2 separate regions of the Sus scrofa genome follow, and region 2 is linked to region 1. A link is a contact called in public HiChIP or PLAC-seq data. All regions are on one chromosome and are shown on one strand. The core of a region is the stretch at or near the end of the contact, and the rest is flanking DNA. Distances in the headings are between cores, read along the strand shown.

Region 1 (6,722 bases), core at 3,542-6,041:
CACTTCCTGGGCCCTGGGGACCAAGAAGCAACTCCCAGCCCTGCCTTCCAGGCAGTGGGGGCTCAGCGGCAGATAAAGACAGGCCAAGCATCACTGCAGTTCAGGGACAGACGCCTGGGAGCTGAGGGGTCCAAGCACGACAGGTCACTCTGCCCGGGAGGTGGGGGGGGTGTCAGGAAGTTCTCCGACAGCAACACTTGAGCAGGTAGCCTGGCTCGCAGGGGAGTGGCAGGAGGCCCCGGCGGGGAGCAGAGCCCCTGTGGCTGGGGCGGGGGAGGAGCCACACCCCCTGAACTTCACCCTCAGGTCAAAGAGCAACCTCGCAACCCTGACGGAAATTTGCACCCCCCTCAAGATGGGCATCTCAGCCGGCGTGGGCCCCAGATAACAGGGTGGCTTCCCCGAGCTGAGCGCCAAGAAGGAACTGGACACACAGGAAGGAAATGGGGGGGGAGCAGCAGGCAGCGCGCCCGCCCCCAGGGACTTCGGAAGACGCCTCCCAGGTGCCTTGATGCTCCCACCTGCAGAGCAGGACACAGAACAGAATAGAGGCCAGGACACGGGGTGTGTGGGACGGTGGTGCCCACGCATCATTAAGAGACGCCAAACAGCGAGGTGAACGCCGTCCATGAACCAACCCCCACCAGACACCAGCGTCGCTCCAAAGATCAGCAACATGAGGGCTGAGGGTCAAGGCCCAAGAGCCTCAGGAAAACACAGGGAAAGTCCTTCATGACCTGGCAAAGTCCAGGAGCCAGAAAAGATGAAAATGTCTTAATTTAAAACAAAAATTATGGCCCAAACACCGCCAACAAAGTGGAAAGACAAACAACCGCAGGCCATCGTGCCACTTACGAGGGGCTGGACTTCACATGCCAAGCGCTCTTACAGATCCGTGAACGAAGGGTTCAGAAAAAAAGACACACGAATGGTCCTTGAACACGCGAGCTGACCAAACTCCTTCGCAATAAGAGAAATAAATTTCAAAATGCGGCTGAGAAATCATTTCTCATGTATCTGATCAGCACAAGCCAAAGATTGCCCACATGCAGCCGGGGAGCCTTGGGGCCGGCGGTGTGTGAGTGGCACAAACCCCCGCAGAGGGAGGGTTCTCGTTCAGCAGGTTCACTTCTGAGAATCCACCAAAGTGAGGTCAAAAGCAGCGCTCGAAAACTTGAGTGAGTTCCATGCTGTTTGCCTCCAAGTGCCTCCCAAGGAGAAAGCTGGTCAATTCATCGTGGCAGGTACAGACAACGGGACAGGTACAGACAATGGGACATCTAAGGACAAGGGGACAGGTACAGACAATGGCCCAGGTAAGGACAATGGGACAGGTAAGGACAACGGGACAGGTGTGGAGAACGGGACATCTAAGGACAACGGGACAAGTGCGGACAGTGGGACAGGCAAGGACAATGACACAGGCACAGACAATGAGACAGGTACGGACAATGGGACAGGTACTGTGACAATGGGACAGGTACTGTGACAGTGGGACAGGTAAGGACAATGGGACAGGTACGGACAATGGGACAGGTAAGGACAATGACACAGGCACAGACAATGAGACAGGTACAGACAATGGCCCAGGTAAGGACAACGGGACAGGTACGGACAACGGGACAGGTACGGACAATGGGACAGGTATGGACAATGGGACAGGTACAGACAATGAGACAGGTACGGACAATGGGACAGGTACGGACAATGGGACAGGTACAGACAACGGGACAGGTACGGACAACGGGACAGGTACAGACAATGGGACAGGTAAGGACAATGGGACAGGTACGGACAATGAGACAGGTAAGGACAATGGGACAGGTACAGACAATGAGACAGGTAAGGACAGTGGGACAGGTATGGACAATGGGACAGGTAAGGACAATGGGACAGGTATGGACAATGGGACAGGTACTGTGACAATGGGACAGGTACGGACAATGGGACATCTAAGGACAATGGGACAGGTACTGTGACAATGGGACAGGTACAGACAATGGGACATCTAAGGACAATGGGACAGGTACGGACAATGGGACAGGTACAGACAATGGGACATCTAAGGACAATGGGACAGGTACGGACAATGGGACAGGTGTGGAGAACGGGACATCTAAGGACAACGGGACAGGTACGGACAATGGGACAGGTACTGTGACAATGGGACAGGTACGGACAATGAGACAGGTACTGTGACAATGGAACAGGTACGGACAATGAGACAGGTACGGACAATGGAACAGGTACGGACAATGGGACAGGTACAGACAATGGGACATCTAAGGACAACGGGACAGGTACGGACAATGGGACAGGTACTGTGACAATGGGACAGGTACAGACAACGGGACAGGTGTGGAGAACGGGACAGGTGTGGACAGCAGGACACGATGCCAGTGAGGAAAAGGGCACAGAGTTCTTCTGAACGACACGAGACGGTCTCCAAGAAACAGAATTAAGCTGGAAAGAACAGTGCACCACCCAAGTGTGGGCTGCGGTGTCTATTTCCCTCCAAAGAGAACAGGATGCAAAGGGGAGAAAGAGGAACCTGAGCTCTGCATGCTCAGGAATCCGGGGGGATGGGCAGAGCCCTGGGACTCGGCTGGGCGGCCAACAGTGCGCCGGCAACCTGGCCATCGCTCAAGTTCCTTTGTGGTGACCCAGTCAGGAGCACAGTGTCTGGGGAGCTGGACCAGAGCAGTCCGGAGGGCGAACAGCCAACCCCACATCACCAACGTGCACCTTCCTGGGGTCCTTTCACTGTAAACCCACAGCGAAGCATCCTGGGAAAATCTCAGAACCTCGGCAAATCCATGCACACGTGGCCCTCATGCCAGACCTCCGAGAGGCCGAGACTCCTGCTCAGATCCCATCCACCCTCTCACCGAGCCGCCTCCCCCGCAACTGGCTGGGGCTACCGGCAGGCCGGGAGCAGGAGAAGCCCTGGCGGCCTCGCTCTGCAGGACGTTAGTCTCATGAGAGGAGCAAATGAAGCCGGATGCCCACTGCCCAGGGCACGTCCAGTCACCACCTCGAGCCCACAGACCCGGCTCGAACGCTGCATGGACCCGGCCCCCAGAAGGTGTCCAGGACCCTGTGGTGGACACCACCAGCCCCTGCCCTCCCTACAGCACTGGGGTGGAGGTAAAGGAGGGGCTGGGTTGGGACCCCCCTCCCCTGGACAGCCGCAGGGGCGGGGGTCTTCCCGGGGGCTTTGGCACGGCCACAGCGACCCTTCCAGCAGAGGGAAGTCACAGCGTGGAGCAGCTCTGGAGAGCAGGCCCCTGAGCGGTGGCAAGGGTGTAAGCATTGAGGGGTGGCCGCCGTCCTGCCCAGGAGAGCCCAGGCCCCGGGGGTCCCTGCAGGCAGACTCTCGGGGCACTCAGAGCCCTGCTGAGCGTCCCTTCCTCACACCTCTCTGCTCTGAGGTCTCAAGGGCCTCGATGCGCCAGGGACGGTATTGGCAGTTGCTTTAGCTTTCGTGTGGGGGGAACAGGCCGAACTAAAAGGAAGTTTGAACCAGTCCTCAGACTCGGGGCATACTTAACTCTCCCTGAAATTCAGAGCTGCCATGCGGATTCTCCGGATGTTGGGTGGAAGCTTGTTCGGCTCAAGAATCCTGTCTTGCGCGGCTGTGAAGCAGACCCAGTTACAAACCATACGACGCAAACGTCTGAAGACCAGAAACAGGCTCTTTCCATAGGCAGATGCCTGGGTACCATCAGGACACCCAGGGCAGTGCCACTCAGGACACCAGGCCCAGGAAGCTGGCCGGGACCCTCCACTTTCTTCACAAACACCCAGACTGTAAGTCCCACCGTGATGTGCCCCCGGAGACGAACCGGGGTGAGCTGCAACCTCCGGTGTGAACAGCGAAACCCAGGCCAGTGGGCACCTGGTCCTGACCTCTGACCCACACCGCCACCTTCCCTGAGCGCCAGGAGGCGACCTGAGTTCTCAGTGACTGTCCATGGCAGGGGTGTGGGTCAAAGGGACATGCATGGGTCAAGGGACATGAGGGCCGTCAGCTTATCCCAGAGCCCTGGGGCAGACGCGGCGGCGAGGCCAGCTGAACCGTGGAGCCCTGAGCAGCCCCAGCTTCTCCAGCCATTTCCCCATCTTCTCCATTCCCTGTCTCCTTGGGGACAAGAAGCTGTTTTGAAGAGCAGACCCTACCTGGCCACACCACCCAGGCCTGGCCACCCCCTAGCCGTGGGGCTGTCACACAGGACAGAGCTACCTCAGTGGCCACCAGGGTCCAGCAGCACATGGGGCCCAGCGTGGGAGCCTTGGGGTGCTCCATGTGAGCTTTGGGGTGCTCCATGTGAGACTCAGGGTGTTCAAGGGGAGCCTTGGGGTGCTCCTGCAGGAGCAGACAAAGGAGACAACCAGGGAAGCTGCCCCAAACTGCTGCTTTGAAAGGAAGCCTCTCTCCCTCACTCCCCTCCATCGGGGGCTGACCCCCCCAGACTCATAGGGGCCAGAGCTTCCTGCCAGTGCCTGCACCCCGCTTCCCACCCAAGAGGATCTCCCCGCTCAGGCTCCACCGCTCAGACCCCTCCCCAGGTTGGGTCAGGCCAGGCTCCGCCGCCGTGGCAGGAACCACATCTGAGGGCGGGCATCGGGCGAGGGTGGGGGCCGCGCTGCCCCAGAGGCGTGGCCCGCGTCCCCTCCCGCGCAGATGTTTCCTGCTGACGCTGCACATTCCTGCTTTAACGCGATGCCCGCCCAGCATGAGGCACGTGGTGGAGATGTGCCGACCCAGCCCTTCATCTCGCTGTCGCAATTCATTCTCTTGGCAGAGGCTTGGGGGCTGAGCTGGAGTCTCGGTTCTCCACGGACGCGGGCTGCCCCCAACCCAGGGTGTGGCCGGAAAGGCAGCTGGGAGTGACGCATCACGGCCAGGGGAGCATCTGACCACAGCTTTCAGATGTGAGACGTGAGTGCCCCGAAGAAGCCCTGTGCCCTCCCCAGACGGCTGTCCCCACACACGGAAGCGTCTGAGAGCTCCGGCTGCCTCATCCTGAGGGCCTGTAAGGTGGCCGCCACCCCCCCGCCCCCACGCGACCCTGAGGGCAGCTTCTAGGGGATGCCCTTCTTCCCTGGGCTCTTCCAGATCAGCTCTGCCCTGCTCACTGGCTGGACGCTGGTCTGCACCCTTGGCCTTGATCCAACCCCCAGAGGGTGTCACACCTGCCAAGCCTCCAGGGCCTCTGCATCCCAGCCACCTGACAGCTGGGGTCTCTCTGGGACCAGCCTGCCCCTGGGTGCTGCAGGTCTGTCCCGTCTCAGAACGGCCCCTGCAGGTGCAGCTCCCTGCCCCACCCCCATCCCCGCCCTGTGCGGCTCCTGCGGCTTTCTCACCGAAATCACAGCTTTCTCACCTGAAATCACGGTGCCCCCTCACCGTGTCCACACTGGCTCCTTGCATTCATGCTCCACGCTGCGTTCTCACCTATATCTGCCCCACAAACACGCCTCCAGGGCGACATCAACTGCTAATGGTTTTAACTGTGGGACCGTCAGAGTAAAGGCGAGAGTAAAGAAAACTCTCGGGACAGCCGAGGTCAGTGGTTCTCAACCCTCGCCCTGGCCCAGGCTGCCTGCGCCCGCCTCGTCCACGCACCGCAAGGCACAGCCTACACGTCACGTTTGCCAAAACACGAGAACTGCTACCGAATTTAACCACACCCCACTATCACCTAGAAACTTACTGGCCTCAAAGCCAACTAAGTGGTCAGTGTCCAGAGTTCCCCAGTCATCTCACTTCATACAGCTGGCTTTTTAATCAGAATCCAAACAAGATCTGCCAACGCCGACTGGTCAGACGCCCAGGCCGAGTAACACCCTCCACCCTGTTTCTTTCTCGCCTTGTAGGAGGAGCTGAGCTCTCGGCCCCGTGGAGTTTCCCTCGTGGCTTCAGCGGGCAGCGTTCCAGGTCCCCGACCATCCTCTGTGCCCGTGTGTGCTGCAAGCCCCTGGTGGCTGTTTCCATCGTCCCATGAGCCCATGGGGCTCCTGCCCTGGACACAGTGATGGGCCTGCAGCCCCTCCAAGCTCCTCTGTCCCTTCCCACCTGCACTGACGGCCAGGCCTGTTTTTCTGTGATGGGGGGCTCGCCCCTTTCAGCCCTAAGGGCCCCTTGGCTTCCAAACCTGGATTCAGAGACCAGCCCAGGTCACAGGTCACAGGCTGCAAGGCTTCGAGTCCTGAACAGTTTCTATGAACAAAACAAACCAGGCGACAGCCCTGGCAGGTGTCGGTCCCTCAGTGCCCCTGCCCTGTAGGTGCCCAGGTTCCGCAGCGGGGCTCCTGCCTCCTCCAAGGGACCCTTCTCCCACAGGGTGTCGGGGGGCATCTGGGGAGACCCGTGCACGACGGTGCCAGGCAGGCCTCGTGGGGGCCCTGCGCGTCCTCCTGCTCCACCAACTTCCCACCGCATTCCCTGGTTCAGAAGTTGCCTCGTCAACACCATGGCAGGATCTGAGCTCCCCACAGCAGCTCTCAGACTCTGGCCCCTCCGTCCTACCCCCATCCCCTTCCCCAGATGCCTTGGACAAGAGGACACGCTGCCTGTTCAGCAGTCCCCCCATTTCATTGGCAGGAAGGAGGTTCCCATTCAGAAAGCAGGACTTTTCACCTCCTCCTTAAATCCAAGATAATCTAGGACCTGGGCTGTAGGTATAGCTTTCTGGCACCCTGGTCATTTTGGTCAAACA
Region 2 (6,518 bases), core at 1,421-3,920, 550 kb after region 1:
CTAAGAGAATAAATAGAGAAATTAGAGGTCACTGAAATTTAAAATGTCTGTTCCTGGGTGTTCCTGTTGTGGCTCAGCGGAAATGACCTGGCTAGTATCCATGAGGATGTGGGTTCAATCCCTGGCCGCACTCAGTGGGTTAGGGATCCAGTGTGGCTGTGGCTGTGGTGTAGGCTGGTGGCTGCAGCTCCAATTCAACCCCTAGCCTGGGAACTGCCATATGCCACACCTGTGGCCCTAAAAATTTAAATACAATAAAACAAGGAGTCCCTGTTTTGGCCCAGCAGCAGAAACTAATCTGGCTAGTATCCATGAGGATGCGGGTTCCATCCCTGGTCTCGCTCAGTGGGTGGGGGATCCAGCATGGCTGGTGAGCTGTGGTATAGATTGCAGACCCAGCTCAGATCCTTCGTTGCTGTGCCGTAGGCCCTGCAACTGTAGCTCCAACTCGACCCCTAGCCCGGGAACTTCCATGTGCCGCAGGTGCAGCCCTAAAAAGAAAAGAAATGAATAAATAAAATGTCTGTTCATGAAAAGACACTAAGACAAGCAGCAAGCCACTAGGACTGGAGAGGATATTTGCAAACCTAGTATCTGACACGGACTGGTCTCCAGACTATGCAAAGAACTCCCACTGCTCCACAGTAAAAAGTCAAAATTGGAAAATTCCATAGTATCTCACTTTTGCTCTTTTGACCACGTTGGAGAAAGGGCCAGCCAAAGCTCCAACATGAATACAACCGTCTTTTATGAAATCAAATCCATGTTTAGGGTGTATGACCTCTTCACCCTGAAGAGGAGAACCAACCAGCCCAAGAAAGTAAATTGGGAGCCGTCCGTAACTAAAGGACACGAGGCCAAAGCATCCGGAAGTAAAAGCTAAGGTGATCACAAGCAGAAGGTGGAATGTGCGCTTTTTCAGATTGACATTTTGAGTTGCCTACATGATGGAAAGTTAAACAAAATGTACACTAACCTCCTTCCTCTTTTATTATCACATACCTCCCTGCAGCGTGACTGAAGCTGGCACTGTGAGGAGTGCCCGCCCAGAACTGCCAGAGGCCAGCAGGTCCTCCTCAGCAACACCACCTGCAACACACAAGTTTAGGTGGGCCCACAGACCAGACGCACTTCCGCTGTCTGAAACAAGGGTTTAAACACGGGGACGGGTATTTTGAATCCACCAAAAACTTGTTCTTCTCAAAAGAAGAACAAAGTACCTAGTCATCAAGACAAGGCAATTGAAAACCACAGTGACATACCACTTGCGTCTTTAGTAGAATGACTGCTAATTTTTTAAGTGCTGGGGTCAAGTAGATAGGATTTGGCTCCTTCACCACTGCAGGCTAGGTTCAGTCCCTGGTCCTGGACAGCAAGTCGCTGTGTGCTGTGGCCGAAAAATACAAAGTGCCGATGAGCATGTAGGGAACGTGGAGCCCTTGTTCGCTGTTCGTGGTGTGCAAACTGAAAGTCGTGGTGGACGATGTGTTGGCTTCTAGTGACACAAAACACTCCTATCCTTTGACCTGGTCCTGGATATCTGGCCAGAGAAATAAAAACATATGTCCACACAAAGACATCCAAAAGAAGGTTAGCAGCAGCTTTATTCGCAATAGGCCAAACCTGGAACCAGCCCAAGAGTCCGTCACAAGGTAGAGGAACACAGTGGAGCCGACCTCGGCTACAGAAATGACCAACTGCTGATGCACCAAACACGGATGGTTTTCAAAAACATTACCCTGAGCGAAGAAGCCTTACACAAAACTATGTTCTTGGTGCATCATGTATGCGACTCCTAGAATATCCAAGACCACAGTGGAAAAAAATCACAACAGTGAATGCCTCTGGTCGGCCGGGGTGGACATGGAATGGGAAGGGCAGGGGGAAACTTTCCGGGTGGTGGGCTTGTTCTCTTTGCCTGGACAGCGTCTGGGCTCACTCAGTGGTTGTATTTGCTAAAGCTCAGCAAATGTATGACTAGGATTTACCAACTTCACTGTGAATTTAACATTAAAAATCTGTGAACAAATGCTACATGCTAAGGGTATGGGTGCTGAAGTATTCGGGGGGAGTGTGCTTATACTTGCAACATAATAATAATATTAAGTTTTTTATAAAAAAGTATGTTTTTACCATAGTGGTGTAATAATATAATGAGCACCTGCAAATCAACCTCCAGCAGCAACATCAGAGCATTTCCAGTAATTGGCGTCTATCGCTGTGCTTCTCCTCCCATACCCAAGGTGTTTAGCATTTTCCAGCTTTAAAAGGTACCTCCCTATGTCTGTATGCTGTTATGTATTGTAAGAGTTTATAACACATTTACAGGCCTAAAAAAAAGACGGACTGACAGATGTCAATGGCAAAGTTTCGGTGGAGTTTACTGGAAAATTACTTCCACTTTGCTGAGTTGCATTATCCGTTGAACAAAGCCCTGAAGGGCAGGGTGGGGGTGAGGCGGGGGTCTGGTCTTTGGGTGTTCCACCCTGGACGAGCGCTTTGCCCAGGGCCAGGGGCCCGGGAGGATAGGCTTCCAGCGTTCTGAGCTGGCCAGCCGGACGCAGCCTCGGCGATCAGCAGGGAACCCCGCCCGGCTGACCCTCCCAGCTCCCTTAGCCGCGGCTACTCCGCACATGACCCAGTCTGGCCAATCACAGAGGCCGACTGGGCCCGAGATGGGCACATGATCCTAAGTAGCCAATCATAGCCCAAGGAGGTCTATTTAAGGTGGAGCTGGCCCCTTCTCCGCAGCTTGGCGTGCTGGCGTTTGCGGCTGTGAGTTTGCTTCTCGTGGGCGGTTGGAGGGGGCGCTGGCGACCGCAGAGAGCTTTCGAGACGCTAGGGGCGCCCACTTGGACCACGAGGCCCCTTGCTGCATCTCCCAGAGGGTGACTTGGGATAAGTCCCGAATAAGCCCGCGAGGTCAGGGGTCGTTGCGGTGGTCGGCCTGGGGCGCATAGTCACGTGTGCTTCTGGGGTCCTGGCTCGCCAGTCCCTGCAAGCCTCCCCCGCTGGCCCACCACTCTATGGCCGCTACGACGTGGCAAGAATAAGCCCCAGGAGGGAGCACAGGGGGCTGCGGAATAAATGCCGGGTCTTTAATTGAAATACAACGCACCGGACTTCCCGTGCGGCTCGCAGCATAACTACTCGGCGTTGCTTCTACAGTGGCTGTGGCTTGACCCCTGGCTGGGGGACTTCCATGTGCCACTTGTTTAAAAAAAAAAAATGCAACGCACCTACTATAAAATTCGCTTATTTAAGCTGTGTGGTTCAGGAGTTCCCGTCATGGTGCAATGGAAACGAATCCAACTAGGAACCATGAGGTTGCAGGTTCGATCCCTGGCCTCGCTCAGTGGGTTAAGGATCCCGCGTTGCCGTGAGCTGTGGTGTAGGTTGCAGATGCGGTTTGGATCTGGCGTTGCTATGGCTCTGGTGTAGGCCGGTGGCTGTAGCTCCCATTCGACCCCTAGCCTGGGAACCTGCATATGCCACGGAAACAGCCCTAAAAAGTTAAAAAAAAAGGGGGGGTGTGTTTCAGTGGTTGTCAGTATATTCAAAGTTGTGCAACCAAACCCCTCTATCGAATTTCCATTTTCATCACCTCAGAAAGAAGCCCTGTACCCATCAGCAGCCATTCTGGGTCCAGTCCCCCCGCCCATTCTAGGCAAAGCACTAATATACTTTCAGTCCCAGTAGCCTTAACTCTGTGGCGCATACTAAAAAATTATTCCGGGTTCATTTGAAGTAGAAGTTTGATTGGATGTCTTGTATTTTCATTTGCTAAGAGTGTTCAAGCATCCTCACCTGACGAGGGGTGACTCTCTTTCCCTATTGTCTAGTTTTCTCTATATTTAAAAATAGTTCAGAAGTTCCCAGTGGCCTAGCAGCTAAAGAACGGGTGTTGTCACCGCTGTGGCTCAGGTCACTGCTGCAGCATGGGTTTGAAACCTGGCCTTGGGAACTTAAGCATGCTGGTGTGCAGCCAAAGAATACATTTACATGTGATAGTTCACAGCGAGTTTCCTAGGTCACATTTCAATGTTGTCTTTTAACCATTTCCCAGTTTCACTACGCAATGGCTCAGTAACCCTTCCTTTCACCTGGAGGCCCTGCGGGAGGGAACCGGGGCTGGTGCCTCCCCTCCCTGCCCTCTTAGCGGAGTAAACAGGCTGGGAGGCCTCACCAGCCTAGCCAGAAGCAGGCGGGCTCTGTGGCTTTGGGGCTAGCCTTCCAGTTTCACAGCTCCCTCTTTCTCTGAGAGTCAAGTTCATCACACGTCTCAGGTTGTGGAATATGATCGTGCTTTGTAGTGCGAGGCCCTTTCTTGTTTCGTCTGTTTGTATTTTACTGATTCATTTCCTGCTCTCATTCCCTGACCCCATAGGCAGCCCTTCCGATGGGTTTTGTGTGTTTTGTTTGCGTGTATGTTTTTTCACCTCAGAGGATGGTTTGACTTAAATATTAAGTGAATACTAATTATCAGTACAATATGAGCCAGCTAGGGGTAATGGGGGAGATCTTCCTTGTTATGGTAACAATGGGAGCCTGCAGCAAATATCTTTTTTCTTTAGAGCCATTTTCTTTGTTTATTACTCAGTGAGGTTATTACATTTATAGTTGTACAAAGATCATCACAATCCAGTTTTATAGGATTTCCACCCCCCACCCCCCACACTGTCTCCTTTGGAAACTATAAGTTTTTCAAAGTCTGTGAGTCAGTATCTGTTCTGCAAAGAAGTTTAAAAAAAAAAAAACAAAAAACCCAAAACTGATGTTCCCGTTGAGGCTCAGCGAAACAAATCTGACTGGTATCCATGAGGACGCAGGTTCGATCCCTGGCCTCGCTCAGTGGGTTAAGGATCCGGCGTTGCCGTGAGCTGTGGTGTAGGTTGCAAACAGGGCTCGGATCCGGCGTTGCTGTGGCTCTGGTGTAGGCCGGCAGCAACAGCTCCAATTGGACCCCTAGCCTGGGAACCTTTGTATGCCACAGGTGCAGCCCTAAAAAGACCGAAGTAAATAAATAAAAATCAGTAACAAATAGACTAGACCTGCTTTCTTCCAGGCAAGTGTCAAATGCTCTTCCGTTCCTATGCTTCGCAGCACCTTTCTCCCTCTGCTGTGAGGATGAACTACGCGAGGTGTTTGATGTTAAATCCAGACCTTGAGGCCTGTTTCTCACTTACCACGGGGGCCCGACCTAGCGTTTTATCTCAGATCTTTTGCATCCAAGTTCCTGAGTGAAACGGGCTTCTCATCTTCTCTTCTCATTTGTCTGGTTAGGAGCCAGAGTGAGCTGGACACATCCCACTCTCTTCCACTTTCTGGAACATTCTGTCCAAGGCAGGAATTAACTGGTCCCTGGAATCAGGGTGGGACTCTCATAAAAGCAGCTTTGGCTCCAGGCTGGGGGAGGGGACGGCCCTGGCAACCACTTTTTAATCTATTCCTGCTTTTTGCTTCATTCTGCTCTTCTTTTTCCCACTTTATATATTTTTGGGAATTTATCTACCTCATTTCGGTTTTCAACTTTGTTAGTGTGTACAGTTTCCTAATTCTATTATTTTTTTTTATTTTAAAAATTTTATTATTGTTTTTGGCTGCACCCATGGCATGGGGGAAGTTCCTGGGCCAGGGATGGCACGTGCCCCACAGCAGTGACAGCACCAGACCCTTAACCACTAGGCCACCAGGGAGCCGTGTCTGCGACCTACACCACAGCTCATGACAACACTGGATCCTTAGCCCCCTACATGAGGCCAGGGATCGAACCTGTGTCCTCATGGATGCTAGCCAGATTCGTTTCTGCCGAGCCACGATGGGAACGCCCCACGTTCTATTATTTGGAAACTCAGGTTGTGCTGCAGCTCGTGCTCTCTGGCTCTTCTGCTTGCTTGTCTCTCTTCCTGCCTTTCTGCTGGAGGGCTTTCCTGTGGTTCTTCTTGCAATGACCAGCTTTGGGTTTTGTCCCTCTGCCCTCTTCCTGCTCTCCCTCACGCCAACCTTGACCTCTGCCCTTTTCAATTTCTTTTGTATCTTCTCCTCGTGTCTTTGGATTTGCTCTGAATTAAACTGCATTTCTGGGACCCATGCTCAGTTGGAGCAGAGCTAGTCTGGAGTCAGCTGCCCCCATGACCCCGGCACCACGATTATTTCAACCTTCGGGACAACTGTGCGCCCCTCTCGGGGCACGACCCTGCCCCCAGCCCCCACCCCACTCCCCAGCAGGAGCCCCGCCGGAGAGCATTCCGAGTCTAGCCTTGATTTGACTCCGGAACCCTCTGCTCCTGGAGGCCTCCCGGGGAACAAGGTCAGGGCTGGCCAGGGCCGGGTCACTCGACCAGACACCCTTTGCAGGCTGCGATTGGGGGTATCTTGGCTGGAGCAGACTGCTGGACCTGTGTTGTCAGAGGCCCCGGCCCCCACCTTGTCAGGGACTGTTCCGTAGGACCCTCCACGTGTGTGACGGGCTCCAACCTACCTGGGGTGGGCAGACCAGTGAGGCCTCAGGGGAAGGG

The links. HiChIP or PLAC-seq counts read pairs in DNA pulled down with a chosen protein or histone mark.
Region 2: an H3K27ac HiChIP or PLAC-seq map of alveolar macrophages shows a contact between it and region 1. The contact joins two enhancer-like sites. A contact is called at or near these places in 1 of 5 promoter capture datasets (fetal liver) and 1 of 2 datasets of contacts at active chromatin or transcription factors (alveolar macrophages).

The regions. Positions count from the first base shown.
Region 1 is chr12:200,655-207,376 of Sscrofa11.1, forward strand. LOC106505369 (a long non-coding RNA gene) reads left to right here. Exons shown (of 3, transcript XR_002336888.1): 2 at 4,806-4,942; 3 at 5,881-6,722. Among named protein-coding and RNA genes, the nearest start is that of METRNL, 37 kb to the right of the region's middle. Within about 2 kb of position 4,792, at least 28 of the 83 cell types and tissues checked have an H3K27ac peak or open chromatin away from gene starts, as enhancers often do. A contact at or near this core is called in alveolar macrophages, where this site is marked.
Region 2 is chr12:756,596-763,113 of Sscrofa11.1, forward strand. No RefSeq gene overlaps it. Among named protein-coding and RNA genes, the nearest start is that of CSNK1D, 9.0 kb to the right of the region's middle. Within about 2 kb of position 2,671, at least 57 of the 83 cell types and tissues checked have an H3K27ac peak or open chromatin away from gene starts, as enhancers often do. A contact at or near this core is called in alveolar macrophages, where this site is marked.